Linked DNA regions of Danio rerio: region 1 is linked to region 2. The links are chromatin contacts, called in public HiChIP or PLAC-seq maps. All regions are on one chromosome and are shown on one strand. Each heading gives the region's core, a stretch centred on a gene start, on an enhancer-like site or on the middle of the called end of the contact. The rest is flanking DNA. Distances are from core to core; before and after follow the strand shown.

The links. HiChIP or PLAC-seq counts read pairs in DNA pulled down with a chosen protein or histone mark.
Region 1: an H3K4me3 HiChIP or PLAC-seq map of gastrula embryo shows a contact between it and region 2, with 2.8 times the contacts expected there. The contact joins the promoter of naa80 here to the promoter of prkar2aa in region 2. A contact is called at or near these places in 5 of 18 Hi-C or Micro-C datasets (caudal fin, embryo, hematopoietic stem cells and 1 more) and 4 of 4 datasets of contacts at active chromatin or transcription factors (caudal fin, embryo, gastrula embryo and 1 more).

What each region holds. Positions count from the first base shown.
Region 1 is chr8:28,269,250-28,275,115 of GRCz12tu, forward strand. It overlaps naa80 (N-alpha-acetyltransferase 80, NatH catalytic subunit), which reads left to right and starts at 3,515. Exons shown (of 2, transcript XM_073910438.1): 1 at 3,515-3,751. The coding sequence starts at 3,699. hyal3 (hyaluronidase 3) reads left to right here and starts at 3,701. Exons shown (of 4, transcript NM_001128293.1): 1 at 3,701-3,751.
Region 2 is chr8:28,227,297-28,232,884 of GRCz12tu, forward strand. prkar2aa (protein kinase, cAMP-dependent, regulatory, type II, alpha A) reads left to right here and starts at 2,562. Exons shown (of 10, transcript NM_001077370.2): 1 at 2,562-3,208. The coding sequence starts at 2,956. LOC141375638 (a long non-coding RNA gene) reads right to left here. Exons shown (of 2, transcript XR_012384374.1): 2 at 2,571-5,370.

The DNA.
Region 1 (5,866 bases), core at 2,265-4,764, 43 kb after region 2:
CAAGTTTCTTACTAAAGATACTAGAAAACAAGTTGGAGCTAAACACAGGAGGACACCGCCCTCCAAGACCAAGTTTGGGCACCCCTGGTGTAGGGCATAGGACTCAAACTGGATTCCTGGCGGGCCACAGCTCTGCACAGTTTTGCTCCAACCCTAATCAAACACAGCTTGTCTTAACTAATCAAGGTGTTCAAGACAACTAGAGATTATTAATCAGGTGTGAGATGGAGTTGGTTGGAGATAGACTTTGCACAGAGCTGCGGCCCTCCAGGAATTAAGTTTGAGACCATTGGTGTAGGGCAGGGGTCCCGCTGAGTTTAGCTCCAACTTTCTTCAACACACCTGCCAGCAAGTTTCTAGTATATCTAGTAAGAACTTGATTAGCTGGTTCAGGTGTGTTTAATTAGGGTTGTCGCTAAACACTCAAAGACACCAGCCCTCCAGGACTGAGTTCGGATGGACTTTGGGTACGATATTGTATTAAACATACTTTATTGATATTAAAGTGTTAGTTCAGCCAATTGACCCTGATGTTATTCCAAACACCCCAGACCTTTATTGATTTTCGGGATACAAATTTATATTTTTGTTATCGCTTGCACTGAGGAAAAGAAATGTTGAATGAAGTTATTTTTGTTTTATGTGGACACAAGTGTTCTCATAGCATGATAATATTTTGATTGAACCACTAAAGGCATGTGGTCCATTTTGAGGATGTTTTTTATGCCATTCTAGACTTTGAATGATTGTGAACCCTGCTCTTTATGGAGGATGAGGGAGTTCTCAGATTTCACCTAAAATATCTTCATTTGTGTTCTGAAGATGAAGCTCTCAGGGTTTGGAATGACATGAGGGTGAGTAATTAATAACTTTTAGGTGAACTAAAACTTTGATCCCATTTGAATTCTATCTGTATTTTCTATTCATGAATTTATTTAGAAAATGACTAACTAAATTAGCCCTGTGATTATTGTTTGAGCTATTAGGGTACATTAGTAGCCATCCACTTTTTAGGCAAAATAAAAACAGCTTTGTTAAGGGTTTATTAAATGTGAAATAAATCAACCAGCTGTGGGGTAAATCAAAGGATTGCAAACTTTGGTTTGAAGCAAAGAAATATCTGAAAATCAGGCAAAAAGGAAAAGGTACAAGACTGTACTTGTTGCTTCAGTGAGGGAAGCAATGGAGATAAACAAAAGCATTCATTTACAGATGTCAGCTTTTTAATATTCATTTAAACAAGCATTGAGCTCATAACAGGTCCGTCTTCAATTATTGTCCAAAAAAACTAAATTCCTTTGGAGAAAATGAGTGGAGTTTTACTTACCCAAGTCCAACTTTTTATCTTGGAAGCAAAACAGACTCAAATACAGTTCTGAGGAACATCTGTGAAGACCTATCCTTATGGCGCCATTGACCCACACTGAGAAGTGTTGGATAAATCAAAAATTCATTCATTCATTCATTCATTTTCTTCTCGGCTTTGTCCCTTTATTAATCTGGGGTTTCCACAGTGGAATGAACCGCCAACTTATACAGCATATGTTTTACGCAGCGGACGCCCTTCCAGCTGCAACCCATCACTGGGAAACATCTGCACACACTCATTTACATACATACATTACGGAAAATTTTTGCATACCCCAATTCACCTACCACGTCTTTGGACTGTGCACCCAGAGGAAACCCCTGCAAACACAGGGAGAGCATGCAAACTCCACACAGAAATGCCAACTGACCCAGCCAAGGCTCGAACCAACGACCATCTTGCTGTGAGGCGATTGTGCTACACACTGCGCCACAATGATGCCCAAACAAGTAGAATACTTTAACAAATTTAATCTTTTTATACAACGTACTTATTTTGTAAATACATGTTTTACTTTATACTTATGATTGATTAAATACCTGGGTGTAATTATATCTAATTAATTTCTGAAATTACACACTTCACTATCTTTATCCTTACACCTTAACTTTTTCCTTCTTGTTCAAACTACTTGTTTAAAATGAGTTGAAACAACATAATTAAGTTTTTTTTTTTGGGACAACTGATATTTTTATGTTCAGTCAACTTAAATTTATGAAGATGGTTAATTTAACTTAATTTGTGTTGGGACAACATGAAGGAATTGTGTCGAAGCCTGCATTTTATACAGTACACCCTTAAACTTTACCCATAGCAATAAACCTGTCCCTAACCCCTACCCTTATCCAACCTCAGAAGCACCAGAACATACATTATGAACAGTTAGTTCATATTCATTTATTTTTGATTCAACTACATAGTAGTTAAAGCCACCTTAAATAAAGTGGGACCAAGGAACTATACCTTTACTGATCATTTGTTCTGCCCAACCGTTATCTCAGAATAAAACATTAAATTGTTTTGCAGTGTTTGGTAGAATTTTTCTAAGGGGTTGTATTGAGCCACAGAGACATTTCTGAGTTGTCTTCTCACTCGGAGTAAAAACAAATAGTTTGCTTCTTGCTTTGTCACTGTGTTAGGTCCATTTCAAACTCATACAAAGAAATTAATACTTAAAGTCGAGGCCTGCCTGTAGTAAAATATTAATTTTAATAAAATAATATTTTATAATACACGTATGGATTATTGTAACTACATTAAGTGTTATAAAGAATATAAGTATACTTATTGTACACTGTACTTAGATCGTGTGAAACTCTCGGGATATCCAGTAGGTGGCAGTAAGTAAACTAAGGCGCTGTCTGATCTACTCCACCAGAAGAAGAGGGAGATTCAAAACAGCTGCTGCTGTGCCAGCTATAAAGTTTCCAGCATGTAGGTATCACATAGATTCAAACTAAACCCAAAATACACAGCATGTGTCAACAGCCAACGAGAATCATGAGTGTTTGTTGATTTATCTCTCCGCATCAGACTTGTTTTGAAGTCGAATGTCGCGTTGTGGTCTTGTGTGCTGAGGCATGTAGTTCATAACGTTTTCAAGAGACTGTCTTTTAGAAAGTTACGTTATAAACATAATACGACAGATTACAATGTCTTTTCAATTGTAAAAAAAATGTGGAATCAACCTCTCTTTAGCTCCCGTTTAACCTTAAATAAATTAATCGCGGATTCGCGGTTTATTATAGTAAACTGTAACTATAGTAAATGTTTTGTCGTCACATCGATTACCAGTAACGTTAGTATAGCCATAAATTTACTTGGACATACAATAGATAAACTATAGTTAAAGTAGTAAAACCATGGTTTATTTGTGGTTAACTTTGGTGTAACTTAAAAAAACAAACAAGTTTTTGATGCTGTTTTTGTAAGGGGATTGTCAGAATTATGTTTGTGATTTGCTTCAGAAAATGTATTTTTGTCCTGCAGTCTGAATGAAACAAACTCAATGCAACACAAGCTCCAAACTTAACCCCCAGATTTAAAATCTTTAACTATTATTTTAGTTATTTTATATTAGGTCCTGCAAATATTGATAGCACGGAGCCCACATACTTCCTATCAGCATTTCACACTTGTCTCAGTAAAGTCAAAAAGCTGTTAATAGTCATTTCCTTCTACTACTGATCTAGAATCAGTCTTCTCCACATCAAAATGTCTGTAACGACTACAAGATAACTGGCTAAGCTAATCCCAGACCAGTGCTACCCGGTACAGAGAAAGAGATCATTTACATGTCTTGCATTTCCTTATTTTAAGCCTCAGTTGCATGAGAAAGAGTTTTGAAACATTAACTGGCCGTTTTGTCTCTAAGCTCTGCAGGTGAGATCGATTATTTTGATTCATTTTTTAGATATTTTTATTATTTTTGTTTATTGTGATTTAGTAAGATTTGCATTTTTTGTTTTTCTTTGTTTTTAATTTAATAGTAAAATAAAAATTGCTGTATGTCGCTATGCTGTCTCCGTTAACATTGTTTAGTGTAATGTTAGTTTTATTTTTTTGCCATCAAAAGTATGATTAATTCCCTCAAAAAAGAAACTTCTGTCATCTAATTAACTTTGTGTCATACCAAGCCTGTAGCTTTATCACATGGAACATGAAAGAAGAAGTTTTGAAGAATGGTCTAAAGTACTTTTTGTTTTCTTTCATTTTTTTTTCTTTTTCTTTAAATTTTTTTTCTTCTTTAGTCCATATAGTGAAAGCCAGCGGGCTTTAACATTATTCGAAATATCTTCTACATTCCATGAAAGAAAGAAAGAAAGAAAATCACACAGGATGAGTTCAAATAATTATTGACAGAATCTTCTTATTTAGGTGAACTTTAATGTCATTTTTTGAATGTTTAATGTATGAAATGTTATTCAAATGTCACAACGTTTTGTACCAAATTTAGTGAGTTTGGTGTTTTCTGACCTGTGAAATGACACAGCCCAGAGACTAAAGAAAAGCATGTCTAAACTAAACATGAATGTTAAAGCTATATATTTTTGTATATGTAAGTTTAGATGTCTGTCTTTATTCAAACGGTTCACATTAGCATGACTTCTATGTGGTGTAACACAGGAATCACACATCCAGCCCACAGCTTCCTGACTTCCTTTGATGTTTTTTTTTGTACATGTGCAGATATATATTTTTAATATGTGCTATGTATGAGAAACTCCTATTGAATGTGTTTGTTGCTCGAACGCTGTGAATTAAAATGTGCATCTGGCTTTTTATTAATTAAGCTACTGGCTGTGAAAGTGACTTTAGACATGATGGTGAGGAAAACTGGGTGTTAAAAACAACTGACAGCTGTTGCAGCAAGTTAGAGAAATAACTGCATTTGTTTGTGAAATCAAGAGGATTAGTCCAACACTGTTGAGCACACTGCATGTCGCTTAACAGAAAAATGTTCATGTTCTGTGTAAAATAAGGAAACATCTGTCATTTACTCACATGATTGGGCTTAAATATATATATATATATATATATATATATATATATATATATATATATATATATATATATATATATATATATATATATATATATACACATACATATTATATATATATATTTTTTTCAATGTATTAAGTTAATAATTTTATAACTCACACCTGCTTAATTTATAAGTCAATGTTGTAAGTCATTGTGGTCCAAATCTGCAAGATTTGACTTTGTGTTCTTGTCTAAATGAAAGTTTTGTTATCATTTATACATCAAGCCAAACCCAAAAACTTTGGGACATAAATGAAACTTATTGAAGTTTACCAAATCTAATAACTTTTTAATACTTGCGATATGTATTTAATATTATAATAATATTATATACAGAAAAAATGGGTGTAAATAATGAACAATCCTCTAACTATTAACTGTGATTACACTGCATGTGGATATTTAACAGCAACTGTGCCTTTTAAAATAAACATTACAATGCGGTGTTTGTGCAGAACTGTTTTTGGTTTTCCAAACAACCTTTTTTAAAAATGTGAAGAACATTTTAAAGAAACTTTTTTTTCTACTGTACAAAACCATATAGTTTATGGGAAGTTTCAATATATGGTAAAGGAATAGTTTACACAAAACTGATTTCCATCAAAAATCCTGTCATCATTTACTCACTCTTTACTTGCTCCAAACCTGACTTTCTTTAATCTGTTGAACAACAAAAAGAAGAAATTTTAAGAACCTGTAACCATTGACTTCCAAAGTGTTTGTTTTTTGTAGCACCGTGGAAGTCAGGTTATTAGCTTTCTTCAAAATGTCTTTAGTGTACAGCAGAATAAAGCCACTCATGAACATTTGTAACCACTTGAGGGTGAAAAAACAGTGAGTCATTTTTGGTTGAACTATCCCTTTAAATGTTCCTTATGAAACCGTCAAAGCACATAAGAACCTTTATTTTATTATAAAAAGAGCTGTTTAATCAGGCACAGTTTAAAACAG
Region 2 (5,588 bases), core at 1,312-3,811:
TTGAGCACCTTAGGGATGTGATAGAACGGGAGATTTACATCATGGATGTGCAGCCAAAAATCTGCAGCAACTGCATGATATTATCATGTCAATATGAATCAAAATCTCTGAGGAATGTTTCCAATACCTTGTTGAATCTATGCAACAAAGAATTAAGGCAAAAGGGGGTCCAAACCGGTACTAATAAGGTGTACCCATTAAAGTGGCCGGTGAGTGTATTTATGTTGTTTGCTATTTTTTAGGCATAACCTTTACATTATTTTGTTATAAATGGCTATGAAATGGAGGTTAATTGACTTTGTCATTATTTTTCACTACAAATTTAATTAAGATCAGTAATTCAAATGGGTTTCATTAGGAAAGTTAGTAGATTATTTGTACTTTTAAAGGCCATAATTTAATCTTCAAAAAGGATTTCTCACCAGTATTATAATTCATGTCTTGATTGAAGGAGAGAGATAGTGAGTGAATGTGTGTGTTTGTGTGTGTGTGTGTGTGTGTGATTCTTAGTTATCTTATTTCTTTATTAATGGGGTCATTTATTCCTTTTCCTTCGGCTTAGTCCCTTTATTCATCAGGGGTCGCCACAGCAGAATGAACCGTCATCTTATCCAGCATATGTTTTATGCAGTGGATGCCCTTCCAGCTGCAACCCGGTATTGGTAAACTTCCATACACTCACATTCACACTCATACACCACGGCCAATTACCTATACCGGATGTCTAGCAGTGAGGTGACAGTGCTAACCACTGAGTCACCTTGTCACCCTTTTAAAGGGGTATATCCAGTAATTAATTTTTCTTAATATTCACTAATTAAAAAGTTTGCTAATAATAAAAGGTTATGGTTATGACTAAAGAATGAATCTTTTAGTGTAAATATTGGCCAGATTGTAAATGCACTGCGAGCGTTAAAATGGATGACACCTTACATAAGCGAATAATAAGTGAATGCTGACTAAAGGATGACACGTCTCATGTTGTGTTCCACAGAAGAAGAAAACACAGGTTTGTAATTACATGACGCTGAGTGAACAATCCCTTCGAGAAAAGAGGAAATCCGGCTTTCACGGTGAGCTGTTACTATCCGGCAGGGGGCGCGAGGGGGACCTCGAGGAAATGACTGGAGGATTTAAAGGTGGTTCTGTGTGTCCATGGCAACGGCTTTACCTGCGACCTGAATGGAGACCCGAGAATAGATCGACTGCTCTATATTTACTGACAGGGAACTCCTGCTCTCCTGGCGGATATTCATTTCATCAGTTCTCCTTAAGATGGAGCCTTCTAGACCACCGAGCCCTTCTAGGAATTCTCAGTCAGTGGTAGCCTTTGGGTTTTTAAAGTTGACCTAATAAACGACTCATGTCGTACATCATATTCGATGATAAAAGTTAATGTTTGACGTTTTATGGCGGCATACGCGTGCACAGAATAGGCTAAACTCTTGTCGTGACAGCTCCACCTTTTAGATTTGTTGTAGGCTACTTTTGTTTTTACTTCACTCACTTGCATTACTGACTGAGAGAGGGATTCCGTGTTTTGCTCATCGCTGAGTTCTCGCTGAGGTCAGAATTGGCCCTGAACCCCATAACAGCCTCGCAAAATAACTCATCTTCACCCACTTCCTAAATCTCGCACAAGCACGCTTCAAAGAGGCGGGGCTAGTGTCTCATGCTGCTTTGCGATTGGTTCATCTCGCCATCCATCAGGGTTTGACGTTGTGGCTCGCTCTCGAACTCTGTGACCGCGCCCCCGAGGCTCAGCGGCGGTGGAGAAGGAGAGAGTGTGCAACTCAGGAGGATCCAGCGGTCTGTTCTCACAGGAAAAAAAACGAGAAAATTTCAGCTCATACATGGCGAAATTTGTTTTATTCGACGTCCAGACACATATGCATTCAGGACCGCGGCTCTGACAGCGACAGGCGAGGCGATTATCCACAGCTTCACAGAGGTTGGAGTTTACCGAGGGTTTTCGTAGCAGTTTCATGCTTGGAGGCGCGCGAGTGCCGGTGTCGTCGTCTCCGTGGGCGCCGTTTCGTGCTTTCCGGTGACAGCTGACACTTGTCCGATTTACCAAGACTAGAAGGCCTGCTCTGCTCTGCCTCCTTCCAGCCCGGTGTCCCTGTCAGCGCGGGGCCGCCTGCACACTCACCCCGGCGCGGCCTCGCTCCTTGACGAACCCCCGGCGACGACACAGCGTAGAGCCTGTTACCCACACACCTCCACAACCACCTGCCGTGTTTACAACGACCAGCAAAACCGTGAATCTTTGGAGGAAAACGGACTAGAGGGACGCTGGTGATATCGACAGGCGGAGCTGTCATTAAACATACACAGCTCTTTGAATTTAAGCATATTTAATAGTTCATTCTCACGCGACTGGCTCATTCTCTCTCGCATATCCTTAATCAAACTATCAAGCAGCCAAACGCCTGACACAGAAACTAAACACGCTTGGAGCAAAGGCAAGGCCTTGTCTGCTAACTCAGATAGCTGCACCGCTAACACTCAGCCTGGCTTTAATCAGCTTCTAATCTCATTAACTCCACTTTTTGACTCCTATTCATCGCTTATTTTGTAAGATTCTACACAATAGAGGGGCGATTTTAATTTAAAGCCATTGGATCAACGCACAGTACAGTACAGAATCCCTGCCAAGAGATCTGTTCAGCAGCAGCAGCAGCAGGAGGAAACAGAGCTGTCAGCCTTTATTTTCTACTACTCGGCCTGATTAATTCCCACCTTGGGAAAGAAAAACCCGAAGAATCTTATGTGTTGGGCTGGATTCAGCTGACCTTTGCTACGAAAATTAACTAAGTCCCTCGTGAGCTTCTTGCGCTGTAACCCGCTGCATGCACTGATACGGGAAGGACTTGATTTATATTTTTGTACCATAGTTCAGGAGCCATTTAGAACAGGGTCAGATCTCTGCACAACCCCTACTACTGTTTAAACATGAGTATTGAGATTCCAGTCGGGCTGACGGAGCTGCTTCAAGGCTACACCGTGGAGGTGCTGCGCCAGAGGCCGCCGGACCTGGTGGAGTTTGCCGTGCAGTATTTCACCCGCCTGCGGGACACCAGGAGCCAGGACGGGTCCGGGGCCGCCGCCAAAACCGGGGGGAAGGGAGTGATGTTTGATGGCGAGCCGATGCAGACAGAGTCCAACGGGGACGAAGATGACGAGGACGATGACTCAGATTTTGAGCGTGAGTGCCTCTTTATTAAACGAGCTGCCTGTAACTCATGAGACTGCGTTTGTTTTAGTGGATAGTGTGTTTGCACGGCTAACAAGGGTGTCAGATTTCCCTAGTGATGATGGGTAACGTGAGCAACGGTCCTATCTAGGCTGTTTCCATGGCACTCGCTCTCATCCATGCGCTTGATTGACAGGGTGACAAGTAGCCTGCACTAGGCATCCCCAGAATGCATGCAAAATTAAAATGCTCTAGTAATGGATTTGCATTAATATTTATGCATCTCCTTTTGAATAGAGACGGCTTGTGGCGTGAGTGCGATGCTAACCCATTCGTGCAGTATGAATTGCTTGTATGAATGGATGCGGGCTGGCCATTGAGAATGCTAACAGGGATTTTTCATAATGGAGAGAGGTGCGCTCGTGCACATCAAAGCAAGCCCCTCTTTCCTTTCATGTAGTGCAGAGCGAACAGCTGCGCCTCCCGAGCAGATTCACTGGCAGACATTTCTGAAGTCAGCATTTGTGAATTAAAGCATTCTTAAAAAAATAAGTGATTGGGGGAAATCTGGGCCACGTGAGGAAGCAGTGTTGAAATGGATAGGGGGATTAGTTCACATGAACAAATCGCTTAATCATATTTCATCAAGCCGCAGGGTGTGCAATACCTGAATGTCTTTGTGTGGATTATAAATTGTTTGTTTTGATATTTAAGGTTGTAATTGTTTTCATAACCTATTGAACGGAATAAGGAAGTCCAGCCCTATCTGTGTGCTAAATCTGATTTGAGATCACTCAAGATTGTGTGCTTTCAGTGGTTTGTATTTGAGCTGGTGCATCATTCCCTTCTCACGTTTGAATATGCATTGCTGCTGTATACCGTAGTAAAGCAGCGTGTTAAATGATCATGTCTGAACATGGAACTGAAAATACTTTTACATGCACAGTGGTTATAATCGAGCAACAGTAGATTGCAATCTCTACCTAATCAAATATTCAGACAATTTTGTTGAACCAACCATCACCTGATGTTTTAAGAGAAGTTTAAATGACATCTTTATAGTCGAGTTGTCTGATTTTAAAATTTTAGTCATTTTGAAAATGGTGGATAATTGAGCTAAGTGGCTTTTTTATAGTGCAAGAGCCTTGCTGTTAGACCAAATCTCTGTATATATGTAAGTATTGTTTGTTAATTTGGTCTGACTGCTCTGTGGTTGTTTTAGCACAATTTACAAACAGCATTGCAAACGTGTGTGGTTGGAACTGTAGCTCTCTTTTAACCTAGTTAGAAGAACAGTTTCATATGACATGAATTTTAAAAATGTCATGCATTTGAGCAGAATAAGGAACTAATGCGCACTACAGTGAGTCTATATCTTTTAGTCATTCATTAGGAGAATGTGAGGGCAATTTTGATGAGTGCCCATGTGCTTACAAGCTTATTGCGATGATGGAAGCCTGTGGTGATGTAAGGAAATCTACGTAAAAAGACAAAATAGCAAGAACAATTAGAACAGTTCATAGATTATACGTTTATTATTTAATTTTATAGGATGGGGCTGCACGACATTGATAAAATCTGAAATTGCGATTATTTCTACGATAAATATTGTGTTATGACTACAGTTTCATGGTGCTATTTTGACTAGCACCATTTGATGGTTTTCTGTGGAGTCTAACAGTAATCAGGTACAGAAATTGAATAATCACAATGCAAAAAATGCTTTTCTTATTTTGTTTTTTCATTTCTAGTCTTAATATCAAACAATTCTTAGAGCAAGTAAAATATTGTTTTGTTTTTACCGTCAGTAGAAATAAGTCAAATTTAAGTGTTTTTCCTTAAAACAAAAAACGTTATCTGCCGTAAAGGTGAGTAAAATCTTGTTTTTGCTTTGCTTTGATGTAGACATTTGGGATAGAAACAAGACAAACATTCTAAGTAACAATTACTTTGCATAAATTATATACATTCAATATAAATAAAGGAATTAAATACAATTCTGTAGCTCCTGCTCAACTATAATTCAGGCTCAACATTGCATATTTTTGCGATGTTACTATTGCAGATGTGCACATTGCGTGAAATGACGTATTGTGCAGCCCTACTTTTATAGCAGTAGTCTGACATTGTTTTTATTTCAAGCTTTAGGTAGTGAAAATTTAGCTCTCCATCACCTAAGTCAGTGGTTCCCAACCTTTTTCTTTGGGGCCCCCCCCCATAAGCATATACAAACACTGGAGCCCCCCCAACATATAAATACACACACACGCACGCACGCACGCACGCACACACATATGTACTGTGTGTATATATATATATATATATATATATATATATATATATATATATATATATATATATATATATATATATATATATGTGTGTGTGTGTG